2 separate regions of the Pan troglodytes genome follow, and region 1 is linked to region 2. Evidence: chromatin contacts called from public HiChIP or PLAC-seq data. All regions are on one chromosome and are shown on one strand. The core of a region is the stretch at or near the end of the contact, and the rest is flanking DNA. Distances in the headings are between cores, read along the strand shown. Region 1 holds the start of ZNF337 (zinc finger protein 337). Region 2 holds the start of GINS1 (GINS complex subunit 1).

Region 1 (6,981 bases), core at 1,706-4,205, 300 kb after region 2:
GGTGGCCTTGGAAATTCCCAGTCCCAGGGTAGAGCCTCTTCTTGTTAAAAAAAAAAAGACCCAAAGTCTTCCAGAGAAGAAAACTTTACGCAGGTTCCTGGGAACAGATCCTGAGTGTGGGCATCGCAACAGACCCTGTCCTGACATGATGCTAACACTAAACACAGCATATCCTGTCGGTGCTTCCAGAATAAGGAAGTGTTGATATTCATTATAATATTTAACACTTATTGAGAATTTAATATATGCCAGGGACGGTTCCAGGCACGGCACAAATTTTTCTGCATTCAATCTTCACAACTGTCCTATGAAGTGACTATTACCCACCAATTTCAGATGGGGAAACAGGCACAAAACATTTAAATGCCTTTGTCAAAGCAACACAGCCAAGAAAGTGATAGAGCTCGGGTTTCAACTCTCACTGTAAAGGACTATGTCTTAACCAGTAGGCATGGCTATGACATTTCTCAATGAATCTGCACAGGTTAGGAGGGGATCTGGGTCAAGCTAGATTAGCTTGCAAGGTCATGAGGTATATCTTGACTGATGGGTCTCTCTACTTGGGGGTTCTGCTGACAATTTTTCCATAATGAAATGATTAAAATCAGTTATTTGGATGGTCAGTCCACAGCCCCAGAGACATTTAAAAAAACTGCTGGGCCCAATGGTTGCTGTTACTCCCACTCCAATAACCGAGGAAGCCCTACCAACCTGGTGAGGCCTAAATTCACCTTTTTTCCCTTGCCCAAATGCCTATCTATGAGGCTTGGGGAATCCTGCCCGAGAAACCATAAAATCTCATCAGATGAGTTTTATTACTCTTATATAATGAGGCTCACTTTCCAACCTGACTCTGGTACAGCATCACATGACAGCAGATGCTGAAGGAAATTATTTTACCCCAAAATATACTTCTTTGACATGTTTTGAAGTGGCTGCCGCAGGGGCAACAGATTGAAATGGATAGCCCCGCAAAGCTATCTTTAGTGGGAAAATTTGCATCCGCAGCGAATCTCCATTAATGCAGCCAGACCTCCTTTGTTCTAAGCCTTTCCTAGGTCTGGAAGAGACAGCCAGCCTGACGCGCGGTGGCTCACGCCTGTAATCCCAGCACTTTGGGAGGTAGAGGTGGGTGGATCACCTGAGGTCAGGAGGTCAAGACCAGCCTCAGCAACATGGTGAAACCCCATCTCTACTAAAAATACAAAAATTAGCCAGGCGTGGTGGCGGGCGCCTGTAGTCCCAGCTACTCAGGAGGCTGAGGCAGGAGAACTGCTCAAACCCGGGAGGTGGAGGTTGCAGTGAGCTGAGATCACGCCACTGCACTCTAGCCTGGGCGACAGAGCAAGACTCTCTAAAAACAAAAAGAAAAACACAAAAAACTGAAAACAGACATTTACCATCTATTCTGAGAGTTGCCAACTAAGAGGCTTCTTTGATCTACGCAATCCCCTTAACTCTGGCATGCTTTTGATTCCAGTCTTCAGGCAGTAGCTTAAGTCTCTCAACCAACTGTCCACTAAAGAATCCCTAAGTGCCCCCATGAGGTGTAAACCCGTTTGGAGATATACCAGCTTTTTGGGAGGAACCCGTGTATATCTTTCTCTTATTGATTTATGATTTTCTTTTTGGAGGCAGGATCTCGCTGTGTTGCCCAGGCTAGCGTGCAGTGCAGCCAACATAGCTGGTTACAGCCTCCACCTCCTGGACTCAACTGACTGGGCCTCCCAAGTAGCTGAGGCCACAGGCATGGGACACCACGCCCCGCTAATTTTTTTATTTTTCTAATTTCATGTAGAGACAGGGTCTTGCTGTGCTGCCCAGGCTGCTCTGGAACTCCTGGCCTCCCAAAGTGCTGGGACTACAGGCATGAGCCACACTGCTCAGCCTGATTTATGACTTTACCTGAAATTCCTGTCTCCCTGAATTGTATAAAATTAACCTGCAAGCCCGACCGTCTCGGGCACTTTCACAGGACCTCTTGAGGCTGAATAACCTGGGCCACAGTCACTCATACTGACTAGGAATAAACCTTTTAAAATATATTTTGGCAGAACCCGGATTTTGCCGTCATTAGCAAGGCCCCAGGGAAGAGGACACCTGGGTCCCCACAGCCACCTCACCTCCCGCGGACGCTGCCCCACGCAGAGCCCCCCTCTCCACCACAACACGTCTAGACGTGCCCGTGCGAGGACATTTGGTCCCGGCCTACACTCCTATCCGCGGAAGATCGTCCCAAGGCGGGGTGCTCCCAACCCAAAGCAGCGGCCCTTCCCCAAAACACGCGGGCGAAGTCCTCCCCTGTCCCGTCTCCCACAATAAAGTCTGGAGCATCAGAGTCGGAGGGAACCCGAGTCGGACCTAGCCCATCCGTCTCATGGCTGTAACCCCCACCCCACCAGTGGACCCTGGCTGTGGCCGAATCCCCCTCCACCTCCGGCCAAAAGACCCCCGTGGCAGCTCGCTAGGCCGCTGGCCCGTCCCCACCCGAGGAGCGGCGACCCTGGCACAAGAGGACCTGGGTTGCTCGGCGCCCCTGTGAAATCCGGGCTGTTCACCGCCCGAGCCGCCACTACACGCAACCGGGAACGGAGACTGAGTGGCGGCCCAGACCCGGGGCGCTCGGCAAGCCGCAGCCCCACCGCCCACTTCAAGGCGCGGCCTGGGTCTCCGCCCCTCCCCAGAACGCGGAGACGCCGGGCCTGAAGGAGCGCGCGCTACGGCCCCAGCAGCGCCCTCACGTCCCAGGCCTTCCCGGCCCTTCTTCCTGCACCGGAAGGGCGCGCTGCAGAGAGGGACCCGCAGGAGCGCAGCTCACCAGGGCGGCTGAGGGCGAACCGAGGCGGTGAGGTCACCGATGGTGGACCACGCACCTCACGGCTCGCTGACGCCCAGGGATCTGGAACGCTCTGCGCCACCCGGGACTACACTACCCAGAATCCTCAGCGCGGCCGGGACTACGCTACCCAGCATCCTCGGCGCGGCCCGGGGGCTATGCGACCCTGCGCATCGCATCCCCTCGGTGGACTACACTCCCCAGAGTCCTCGGGAGTCGTCCAGGTACACGCCCCAGAATATTGGTCATAGCGGTCCACCCGGGACTGCGCGACCCGGAATCCGTGGAAGGACTTCTCGGAAGGACTCCTCTCTGACAGGTGGGGCGAGCCTATGGTCTTTTGGACGTGGAGGGATCCTTTCAGAACCGGCGATTTCTTTTATTTAGGTAGCCCTATACATACATTAAGCATATTTTCCCATTTCTATGATATAGGTAAATAATTTAACCACTGTCTTTTGATTATGGGTATGTCTTTTCTTTTTCTTTTGTTTCTTTTTTTTGCTATGTAGTACTTTTGATCTCTGATTTTCCTACGGATTTTGTGGTTTTATCATTCACATTTAGATCTCTCAATGGTTTAATTTTTCTCCAGGTACACACTGTGAATATACACTTATTTTCAAAATTTTCTAATATTTTATTAATTTCCCATTAAATTTATTAAAAATATAGTCTTTTACCAAATAATTTAAGGTTTCAGCTACATAATTCAGTATACTCAATTTACATTTGCATTTCAATTTCTAATTGTTCCCCCATTTATCTAATTATGCATCAATGCCAGAATTCTTTCATTATGTAGGGTGTATAATATGCTGATATCTTTTGTGGCTTGCCAAACCACATAGACTTTATATTTCAGGCCTTTACTAGGTATACTTGCTGTTTGCTTTTTCTCTTTTGGTTTTTAAATTTTTAATTATTCTGGATAAATATTAGTTGTACATATTTATAGGGTACATGTTATGTTTTGATACAGGCATACAGTGTTTAATGGTCAAATGAGGGTGATTGGGGTATCCATCCCCTCAAGCATTTAGCATTTCTTTGTTTTAGGAAGTTTCCAATTCTCTCTTTTATTTTTAAATATATAGTAAAATTGTTCTTAACTATAGTCACTGTAAGGGAATCTTATTCATTCTAACTGTATTTTTGTACCGATTAACAAGTCCCTCTTTATCTCCTCTACCCACCATCCTTCCCAGCCTCTGTTAACTATCTCATTCTACTCTCCATCTCCATGAGTTCACGTTTTTAGCCCCACAAATGAGTGAGCACATGTGGTATTTGTCATGCTGTGCCTCATTTCACTTAACATAATGTCCTCCATTTTCATACATGCTATTGAAAATGACAGAATTTCATTCTTTTAATGACTGGCTAATATCCCATTGTGTTTATGTACCACACTTTCCTTATCCATTCATCTGTTGATAGACACTTTGATTCTATATCTTTACTATTTTGGATAGTGCTGTAGTAAACATGAGAGTGCAGATATATCCTTGAAATACTGATTTCCTTTCTTTTGGATATATACTCAGCAGTGGGATTGCGGGATCATGTATATATTTATTAATTCTTTTGAGGAACCTCCATACTGCTCTCCATAGTGGTTGTACTAATTTACATTCCTAACAACAGTGTATGAGGGTGTATCCACATCCTCACCAGTATTCACTATTGCCTGTCTCTTGAATAAAAGCTATCTTGACTGGGGTGACATTATATCTCATTGCGGTTTTGATTTACATTTCTCTGATGATTAGTGGCATTGAGCATTTTTTTCATACACTTGTTGGCTGTTCATATATCTTATTTTGAGAGATGCCTATTCAGATCTTTTCTCCATTTAAAATATCAGATTGTCTTTTTCCTATTGAATTGTTTTAGCTCCTTATATATATTCTGGCAATTACTTTCTTTTCAGATGGATAGTTTGCAAATTTTTTCTCCCATTCTGTGGATTGTCACTTCACTTTGTTGATTGTTTCCTTTGCTGTGCAGAAGATTTTTATGTGATGTGGTCTCATTTGTCCACTTTTGCTTTAGGTGCTTGTGCTTTTGCAGTCTTACTCAAGAAATCTTTGTCCACACCAATGTCCTGGAGTGTTTCCCCAATGTTTTTTTCTAGTAGTTTTATAGTTTCAGGTCTTAGATTTACCTTTAATCCATTTTGATTTGATTTTTATATGTGGTGAGGGGATTGCTTTAGATTTCATTCTTCTGCAAATGGATATCCAGTTTTTGCAGTGCCATTTATTGAAATGACTGTCTTTCCCCAATGTAAGTTCTTTGCACCTTTGTGGGATATAAGTTGAACTATAAATGTGTGGGTTTATTTCTGGGCTCTCCACTCTGTTCCATTGGTCTGTGTGCCTATTTTTATGCCAGCTTTTTGCTGTGTGGATTACTATAGTTTGCATAATTTGAAGTCAGGTAATGTGATTCCTCCAGCTTTATTACTTTTGTTCAGGATGGCTTTGGCTATTTTGGATCTTTCATGGTCCCATATAAATTTTAGGATTAATTTATCTATTTCTGTGAAGAATGTCATTGATATTTTGATTGGGATTGCATTGAATCTGTAGACTAGGTGGAATGGACATTTTAATAAGATTAATTCTTCTAGTCCAAAAACACGGACTATCTTTCCATTTTTTGTATCCTTTTCAATTTCTCTCATCAATGTTTTATAGTTTTTGTTGTAGAGATCGTTCACATCTTTGGTTGATTTTATTCCTAGCTATTTTATTTTATTTGTAACTTTTATAAACAGGTTACTTTCTTGATTTCTTTTTCAGATTGTTTGTTGTTGGCATATAGAAATGCCACCCATTTTTGTATGTTGATTTTGTATCCTGAAACTTTACTGAATTTCTTAATCAATTCTAAAGTTTTTTGGCTGAAGTCTTTAGGTTTAACTAAATATAGGATCATATCATCTGCAAACAAGGATAACTTCACTTCTTCCTTTCTAATTTGAATACCTTTTATTTCTTTGTCTTCAGTAATTGCTCTAGCTAAGATTTCCTAGTACTATGTTGAATAAAAGTGCAGAATGTGGGAATCTTTGTCTTCTTCCAGATCTTACAGGAAAGGCTTTCAATTTTTCAGTATGATACTAGCTGTGGGTTTGTCACATATGGTTTTTATAATATTGAGGTATATTCCTTTTACACCGAGTTTTTTTTTTTTTGAGTGTTTATTATGAAGGGATGTTGAATTTTACAAATGCTTTTTTGGTATCCATTGAGATGATCATATGGTTTTTGTCTTTTGTTTTTTTGATATGATATATTACATTTATTGAATTACATATGTTGAGCCATCCTTGCATTCCTGGGATGAATTCCACTTGGTCATGATGAGTAACCACTTTAATGTGTTGTTGAATTTGGTTTGCAAGCATTTTGTTAAGGATTTTTGTGTCTCTGTTTATTGGAGATATTGCCTTATAGTTTTCTTTTTTTGTTACATCTTTGTATGGTTTTGGTGTTAGGATAATACTGACCTTATAGGATGAGTTTGGAAGTGATCCTTCTTTCTTTTTTTTTTTTTTTAAATAGTTTGCATAGATTGATACTAGTTCTTTATAAAATGTTTGGTAGAATTCAGCAATGAAACCGTCAGGTCCTGGGCTTTTCTTTGATGGGAGACTTTTTAATACTGCTTCTATCTCATTTGTTATTAGTCTACTCATGTTTTGGATATTTTCATGGTTCAATCTTAGGTTTTATGTATCTAGGAATGTATCAGTTTCTCCTAGATTTTCCAAATTAATAGCATATAGTAGCTCATAATCATTTCTAATGATCCTTTAAATTTCTGTGGTATCAATTGTAATGTCTCCTTTTTTCATTTCTGATTTTATTTGTTTTGGTCTTCTGTTTTTTCTTAGTCTGGCTAAAGGTTTGTGAATTTTACCTTTTTTAAAATTATACTTTAAGTTCTGGGGTACATGTGCAGAACGTTCAGGTTTGTTACATAAGTATACACGTGCCATGCTGGTTTGCTGCAGCCATAAACCCATCATCTACATTAGGTATTTCTCCTAATGCTGTCTCTCCCCCAGACCCCCACGGTCCGACAGGCCCCAGTGTGTGATGTTCCTCTCCCTGTGTCCATGTGTTCTCATTGCT
Region 2 (6,924 bases), core at 917-3,416:
GTGTTGGCCAGGCTGGTTTTGAACTTCTGACCTCAGGTGATCCATCCACCTTGGCCTCCCAAAGTGCTGGGATTACAGGTGTGAGCCACCATGCCCGGACAGGCTAATTTTTGTATTTTTAGTAGAGATGGGGTTTCACCATGTTGGCCAGGCTGGTCTCGAACTCCTGACCTCAGGTGATCCACCCGCCTCAGTCTCCCAGTGTGCTGGGATTACAGGCATGAGCCACTGGGCCTGGCTGAGAAAGAGTTTAATTCACGCAGACCCAGCTGTACAGGAGACTGGAGTTTTATTATCGCTCAAATCAGTCTCCTAGAAAACTCCAAGATAGGGATTTTAAAGGATAATTTAGTGGGTAGGGGGTCACAAAGTGAGGGGTGCTGATTGGTTGGATGAGAGATAAAATCATAGAGAGTCAAAGCTGTCCTCTTGGGCTGAGTCAGTTCTTGGGTGGGGACCACAAGACCAGATGAGCCAGTTTATCGATCTGGGTGGTGCCAGCTGATCCCATCAAGTGCAGGGTCTACAAAATATCTCAAGCACTGGTCTTAGGTTTTATAATAGTGCTGCTATCCCTAGGAGCACTTGGGGAGGTTTTAGAATCTTGTAGCCTCCCGCTGCGAGACTCGTAAATTTCTAGTCTTGTGGCTACTCTGTTACTCCTGCAAAGGCAATCTAGTCCCCAGACAAGAAGAGTTTCGCTTTGGTAAAGGGCTAAGTATTTGTTTCAAAATTAAACTATAAACTAAGTTTCTCCCCAAGTTAATTCGCCCTAAGCCCAGGAATGCACAAGGATGGCTTGGCGGTTAGAAGCAAGATGGAGCCAGTTAGGTCAGATCTCTTTCACTGTAATAATTTTCTCTATTATAATTTTTTCAAAGGCGGTTTCAAAAAGGCAATGTTTGCTGGGCGCGGTGGCTCACGCTGTAATTCCAGCACTTTGGGAGGCCCAGGCGGACGGATCCCTTGAGCTCAAGAGTTGTAGACCAGACTGGCCAACATGGTGAAACCTTGTCTCTACTTAAAATACAAAATAGCCAGGTGTGGTGGCCTGAGCCTGTAGTCCCAGCTACTCTGAGGGCTGAGGGGGGAAAATCACCTCAGCCCGGGAAGTGGAGGCTGCAGTGAGCTGAGATGGCGCCACTGCACTCCACCTGGGTAACGGGAGTTAAGACCCTGTCTCCAAAAAAAAAAAAAAAGGCAATGTCATTATTCAACATAAGCCTGAGTAGGCCATTCCCATGCCCATTCCTTAGATGACATATCTACTGTATATTTGCAAAAGATCAACATAGTTTCTAGGGTTAGCTAGAATTAATCCAAGATTGCGCCGGTTGCGGTGGCTCATGCCTGTAATCCCAGCACTTTGGGAGGCCGAGGGGGGCGGATCACGAGGTCAGGAGATCGAGACCGTCCTGGCTAACACGGTGAAACCCCGTCTCTACTTAAAAAATTCAAAAAATTAGCCGGGCGTGGTGGCGGGCACCTGTAGTCTCAGCTACTCGGGAGGCTGAGGCAGGAGAATGGCGTGAACCCGGGAGGCGGAGCTTGCAGTGAGCCGAGTTCGCGCCACTGCACTCCAGCCTGGGCGACAGAGCGAGACTCCGTCTCAAAAAAAAAAAATCCAAGATTGCTTGTTAGAAATTAACATTGCTTTTTGAAAAATTGCCTAATAAAACAATTCTTTAGCATTGATTCCCATCTTCTATATGCTTAAGAAATATTCCATAACCATCTAGCCAAGAAAAATTCCTAGTGAATTCGTATTAATCTAGGGCAGATATTACAAATATTTTTAAAAGACTATTTTAAAATCAAAGGGTGGTACTGTGGTGTTGGAAATGGAAAGCCTAAATAACAGTCTAATCACTCTGGAGCTGTGTGACCTTGGGCAAGTTACCTAACTTCTGTTTCCTTATTAATCCCAGGTCTTAAAACACTTCAGAGATAATTGTGGGAATGAAATACACACTGCAGTCCCTACCAGCACTAGGTACCCAATAAAAGATAGTTTCATTTTAATATCAAACAGAAAACCCGCACTGCAAAACTGAAACCCTTGCGTCCTACCAATGCACACCAAGTTTTTGGGCCTTTCCTCTTAACCTCAAAATGCTCCTTTCTTGAACCTAAACGAGAATGAATGAATCAAAAGGAAAATGAGAAGGAAGCTGCGGGGCGTGCATTTATTTCCAGCTCTGCTGCCCGTAGAGTCCCCCGGCCCACTGCCTGAGAACTCGAAAAGCCGTCTCTGCTCAGCCGAGGGGTTCTCCCATCTCCGGGGCGGGGACCTCACCTTGGAAAGACCCCTCCCACTCCGCCCCTCTTGGAATGCGGCTGAGCGGTGGATGTCCCTTTTCGGGCGCCGTAAGCGCGTTCCTATTGGCTAGCTTTGTTCGGCGCCAAAGCGCGGAGCGGAGGCCGAGGCGAGAGCCTGGCGCTGTAGGACTAGAACGAAAGGAGTGAGGCGCCGAGAGCGCAGATACCATTTTGGCGTGAGAGCTGGTGGTTGGCAAGGCCGCGGGAGTGGGAAGCGTCCGCCATGTTCTGCGAAAAAGCCATGGAACTGATCCGCGAGCTGCATCGCGCGCCCGAAGGGCAACTGCCTGCCTTCAACGTGAGGGGCGGGTAGACTTGGACGGGGCATGCCGGCGTTGGGCCCTGGGCTCTGGGGCGGGGCGGCTCCCCGTCAGGGTTTACTTTCGCACCTTGTTCCCTCCGAGCTCCGGAAAACTTGGGAAGCAGCAAAACAAAATTCAGGAGGAAAGAGAAAGCATTCATGCTTACGCTACCCAGCGATTTGGTGAATTTCCTCATCTGAGCACATTTTAGCAGTTTTCCTTGGACAGATTTGTTCCGGTCCCTTAAAACATTTACAGGTTGCCAGATAATTTAGCATTTCTTGCTCACTCAGGCATCTAATTGTGGTCAGTAAAAGTTAGGCCTCTGGAATCTGGCTGAGATTCTGGTTCTGTAGTGTGACTTTGGGGCAGTTACTCAAGCTTTCTGTGCTCTCAGTTTTCTCATACGCAAAAATGGGGATGGTGACAATAACAGTACCCAACGCGTGATGTAGTGGACGCAAAATGAGTGGCACGTGTAAGGGTCTCTGCATATGCCTCACATACAGTAAGGGCTGAGTCAGTGTTAGCTATTAATATTACTTTTCTCCTGCTGCTGCTGTTACTATTAATATTATGATTATTTGTATTTTTCTATCACTGCTACCCCAGGGAGAGTGCTAAGCACTTCATGTACATTATCTTTTGTCTTTCTAATAACCCTTTGAGGGCCCGGTGCCATGGCTCCTGCCTGTAATCCCGGCACTTTGGGAGGCTGAGGCGGGAGGATCGCTTGATCCTGCCACTGCATTCCAGCCTGAGTGACAGAGGGAGACCCTGTCCCAAACAAAACAAAAATAACTTTTTGATGTTTAAACTATTGTTTTCTACTTTTTTCAGCTATATATGCATAGGATTGGGGAGATTTAAGTATATTGCCTAAGGTGACACAGCAAGAAAGCTAGGATTTGAACCCTGGCACTCTGGCTCCAGAGCCTGCACTCTAAATTGTATATTTCACTTATGTCATAGAGCAGGCATTATGTGGATGACAGGACACATTCTGCTGGAAGAGGGGCACAAAAACAGATAATATAATTCACCACGCTAAGTGATACTAAGGAGGTATAGCAAGGAGCACGAAGGAGAAACACCAGTATGAGCTGGGGTAGAGGAGGTGACATATGAGCCTTTCCATCCTCAAGGATGAGGTTACTGATCTGAGAAGGAAGCGAGGCATCCCAGCCAAAGGATGCTGCAGCACACAGTCACGTGGTCACACTGGAGAGGGTGACCAATAGGGCCTGTGGGGAGGCTAGGAAGGTGGCTCACAGCCTACATGAATTTGTTGTTCACTCATAAGGCATGCTGGGAGCTGGTAGAGGGTTTTAGACAAGGAAGTGATAGGGTAATTTTTGTGTTTTGAAGATAACTGCAGCAGCAATATGGGGAATGGATTGAAGAGAGGAAAGAATGGGACAGGGAGATGGCTACTGGGTGGCTGATAGAGCAGGTGAGAGGTGTGTGGTCTGAACTGTGTCAGGTCAGTGGCACTGAGATCAGTGTTTGGGTTTTAGAGACATGAAGCAAACATGACTTGTAGCTATTAGAGCAGGGGCAGAGATGGGGTCCATAATGAATGAGAGGGAGGAATTGGGATCTTGGAGGATCCTTAGGAAACTGGGTAAACAACATCAGAGTTCAGGAGATAGAGTGTGTTGGGAAAGGTAATGAGTTTTGTTTTGAACACTAAAGAGCACCTAGCCAGACAATTAGATTGTCTTACAAATGAAGAAACTGAGCCAACACAAATTATGGGTCAAGTTAAGGAACTCGTCTGAATTTACAGCATATTGGAGGCAGAGCTTCAACTTGAATACAGGTTTTCCAGTTTCTAGTCAATTGTTTTTTCAACTTCAGAGCAGTTACCTCATTTAAAAAGTTAGGCAGCAGTCTGCAGCTTAGTAGAGATGCTGGAATGCAGAAGTGTGTAAATGCTAAAATGTGGCCTGAGAACTAGGAACTTTAGAGGTCATTGTACATATCAGGACACAGGCCTAGAGAACAGAGAGACTGTGCAAACAGGTGCGGCCAAGCTGGATTTTGGACCTGACTCTGACACTTAGTTTAGCTCTCTGTTTTACTCAAATTTTAAGTTAAGTGTTGGGTTATCACTTTGTGGGGCTAGGGGCTGGTCTTAGAAGTTGTAGAATCAGGCCAGGCGTGGTGGCTCACGCCTGTAATCCCCCCACTTTGGGAGGCCGAGGCGGGCGGATTACAGGGTCCTGAGATTGAGACCATCCTGGCTAACATGGTGAAACCCCGTATCTACTAAAAATACAAAAAATTAGCCAGGCGTGGTGGGATGTGCCTGTAGTCCCAGCTACTCGGAAGGCTGAGGCAGGAGAATGGCTTGAACCTGGGAGGCGGAGGTTGCAGTGAGCCAAGATCGGGTCACTGCACTCCAGCCTGGGCGACAGAGAGAGACTCCGCCTCAAAAAAAAAAAGAAGTTGTAGAATCACTCTCTTGTAGGTCTTAATTTGGTGGAGCACCTTTTGTCTCACTAGTGCCTTCCACTGACAAACCCACCTGATACTCAAGGTGATCCAGCAGCCTGGAACACTCAGTCAGCCTGCAGAGGCTGGCCTCCGACTCAGCGGCACAGAGGAAGGCTGACAGTGGATCTGAGAGGCCCAAGGACCACACAGGCTTTTCTTTTTTTTATTGTTTTGAGATGGAGTTTGGCTCCTGTGGCCCAGGCTGGAGTGCAATGGTGTGATCTCGGCTCACTGCAACCTCCGCCTTCTGGGTTAAGCAATTCTCCTGCCTCAGCTTCCCTAGTAGCTGGGATTACAGGCGCCCGCCACCAGCCCAGATAATTTTATGTATTTTTAGTAGAGATGGGGTTTCACTATTTTGGCCAGGCTGGTCTCGAACTCCTGACCTCAGGCGATCCACCCACCTCAGCCTCCCAAAGTGCTGGGATTATAGGCGTGAGCCACCATGCCCGGCTCAACACACAGGCTTTTCTTCTGGAATCACTCATGGTTAAGAGCTGTGTTCAGCAAACAGAAAAGTGATTACACCCTTTCTATATGCAGAATTGATGCTTTTTTAAAAAAGTACATTTTTAAGAAAATTAGGCCAAGCATGGTGGCTCATGCCTGTAATCCCAGCCACCACTTTGGGAGGTCAAGGTGGAAGGAACGCTTGAGCCCAGGAGTTCGAGACTAGCCTGGGCAATATAGTGAGACCCCATTTTTACAAAAAATAGAATTAGCCGGGTGTGGTGGCACACACCTGTAGTCCCAGCAACTTAGGAGGCTGAGGTGAGAGGATTGCATGGCTCCAGGAAGTTGAAACTGCAGTGAACTGTGGTCACGCTATTACACTCCAGCCTGGGTGACAGACTGAATCCCTGTCTCAAAAAGGAAAAGGTAAGAAAATTACCTTGGGCTCAGGTAGAAGTCATGCTTGCATTTTTCATCAGGAATTACATCTTTTGAGCAGAGTTGAGTAGTTGATTTTGGAATTGTGCCATTTGTATATGCCACAACATTTTTGACAACACATATATTTTGGCCCTAAAAATAGACTGTGAAAAAGAGATGGGATTGCTTCTCTTTCGATTGTTGGCAGATCTATTGGGCAACATTTAATCATTTCGGGCTGGACACGGTGGCTCCTGCCTGTACTCCCAGCACTTTGGGAGACCATGGCAGGCGGATCACTTGAGGTCAGGAGTTTGAGAGCAGTGTGGCCAACATGGCGAAACCCTGTCTCTACCAAAAAAAAAGATTACAAAAATTAGCCAGACTTGGTGGCTTACACCTGTAATCCTAGCACTTTGGGAGGCTGAGGTGGGTGGATTGCCTGAGGTCAGGAGTTCGAGACCAGCCTGGTGAACATGGTGAAACCCTGTCTCTACTAAAAATACAAAAATTAGCTGGATGTGGTGGGCACCTGTAATCCCAGCTACTTGAGAGGCTAAGGCAGGAGAATCATTGCTTGGACCCGGGAGACGGAGGTTGCAGTGAGCCAAGATTGCACTATTGTACTCCAGCCTGGGTGACAAGAACAAAACTCCGTCTCAAAAAAAAAAAAAAAAATTAGCCGGGCATTGGTGGTGCACACCTGTAGTCCCAGCTACTCGAGAGGCTGGGGCAGGAGAATCACTTAAACCTGGGAGGCAGAGGTTGCAGTGAGCTGAGATCGCACTACTGCACTCCAGCCTGGGCCACAGAGTGAGACTTCATCTCAACAACAACGAAAAAATTCAGAATTCTAATGTTTTATTTTTCCAAGGGAAAATTTGCCCCAAACTGGATACTAGAAAAACTCCTATGGCCGGTTTTTGCAGTG

What was found. HiChIP or PLAC-seq counts read pairs in DNA pulled down with a chosen protein or histone mark.
Region 1: an H3K4me3 HiChIP or PLAC-seq map of stem cell-derived excitatory neurons shows a contact between it and region 2, with 2.8 times the contacts expected there. The contact joins the promoter of ZNF337 here to the promoter of GINS1 in region 2. A contact is called at or near these places in 1 of 7 Hi-C or Micro-C datasets (stem cell-derived neural progenitor cells) and 1 of 1 datasets of contacts at active chromatin or transcription factors (stem cell-derived excitatory neurons).

Annotation. Positions count from the first base shown.
Region 1 is chr21:32,239,216-32,246,196 of NHGRI_mPanTro3-v2.0_pri, forward strand. It overlaps ZNF337 (zinc finger protein 337), which reads right to left and starts at 2,956. Exons shown (of 5, transcript XM_003316857.6): 1 at 2,819-2,956. It overlaps LOC134809147 (a long non-coding RNA gene), which reads left to right and starts at 2,961. Exons shown (of 3, transcript XR_010154122.1): 1 at 2,961-3,155.
Region 2 is chr21:31,939,735-31,946,658 of NHGRI_mPanTro3-v2.0_pri, forward strand. GINS1 (GINS complex subunit 1) reads left to right here and starts at 2,167. Exons shown (of 8, transcript XR_001712165.4): 1 at 2,167-2,617.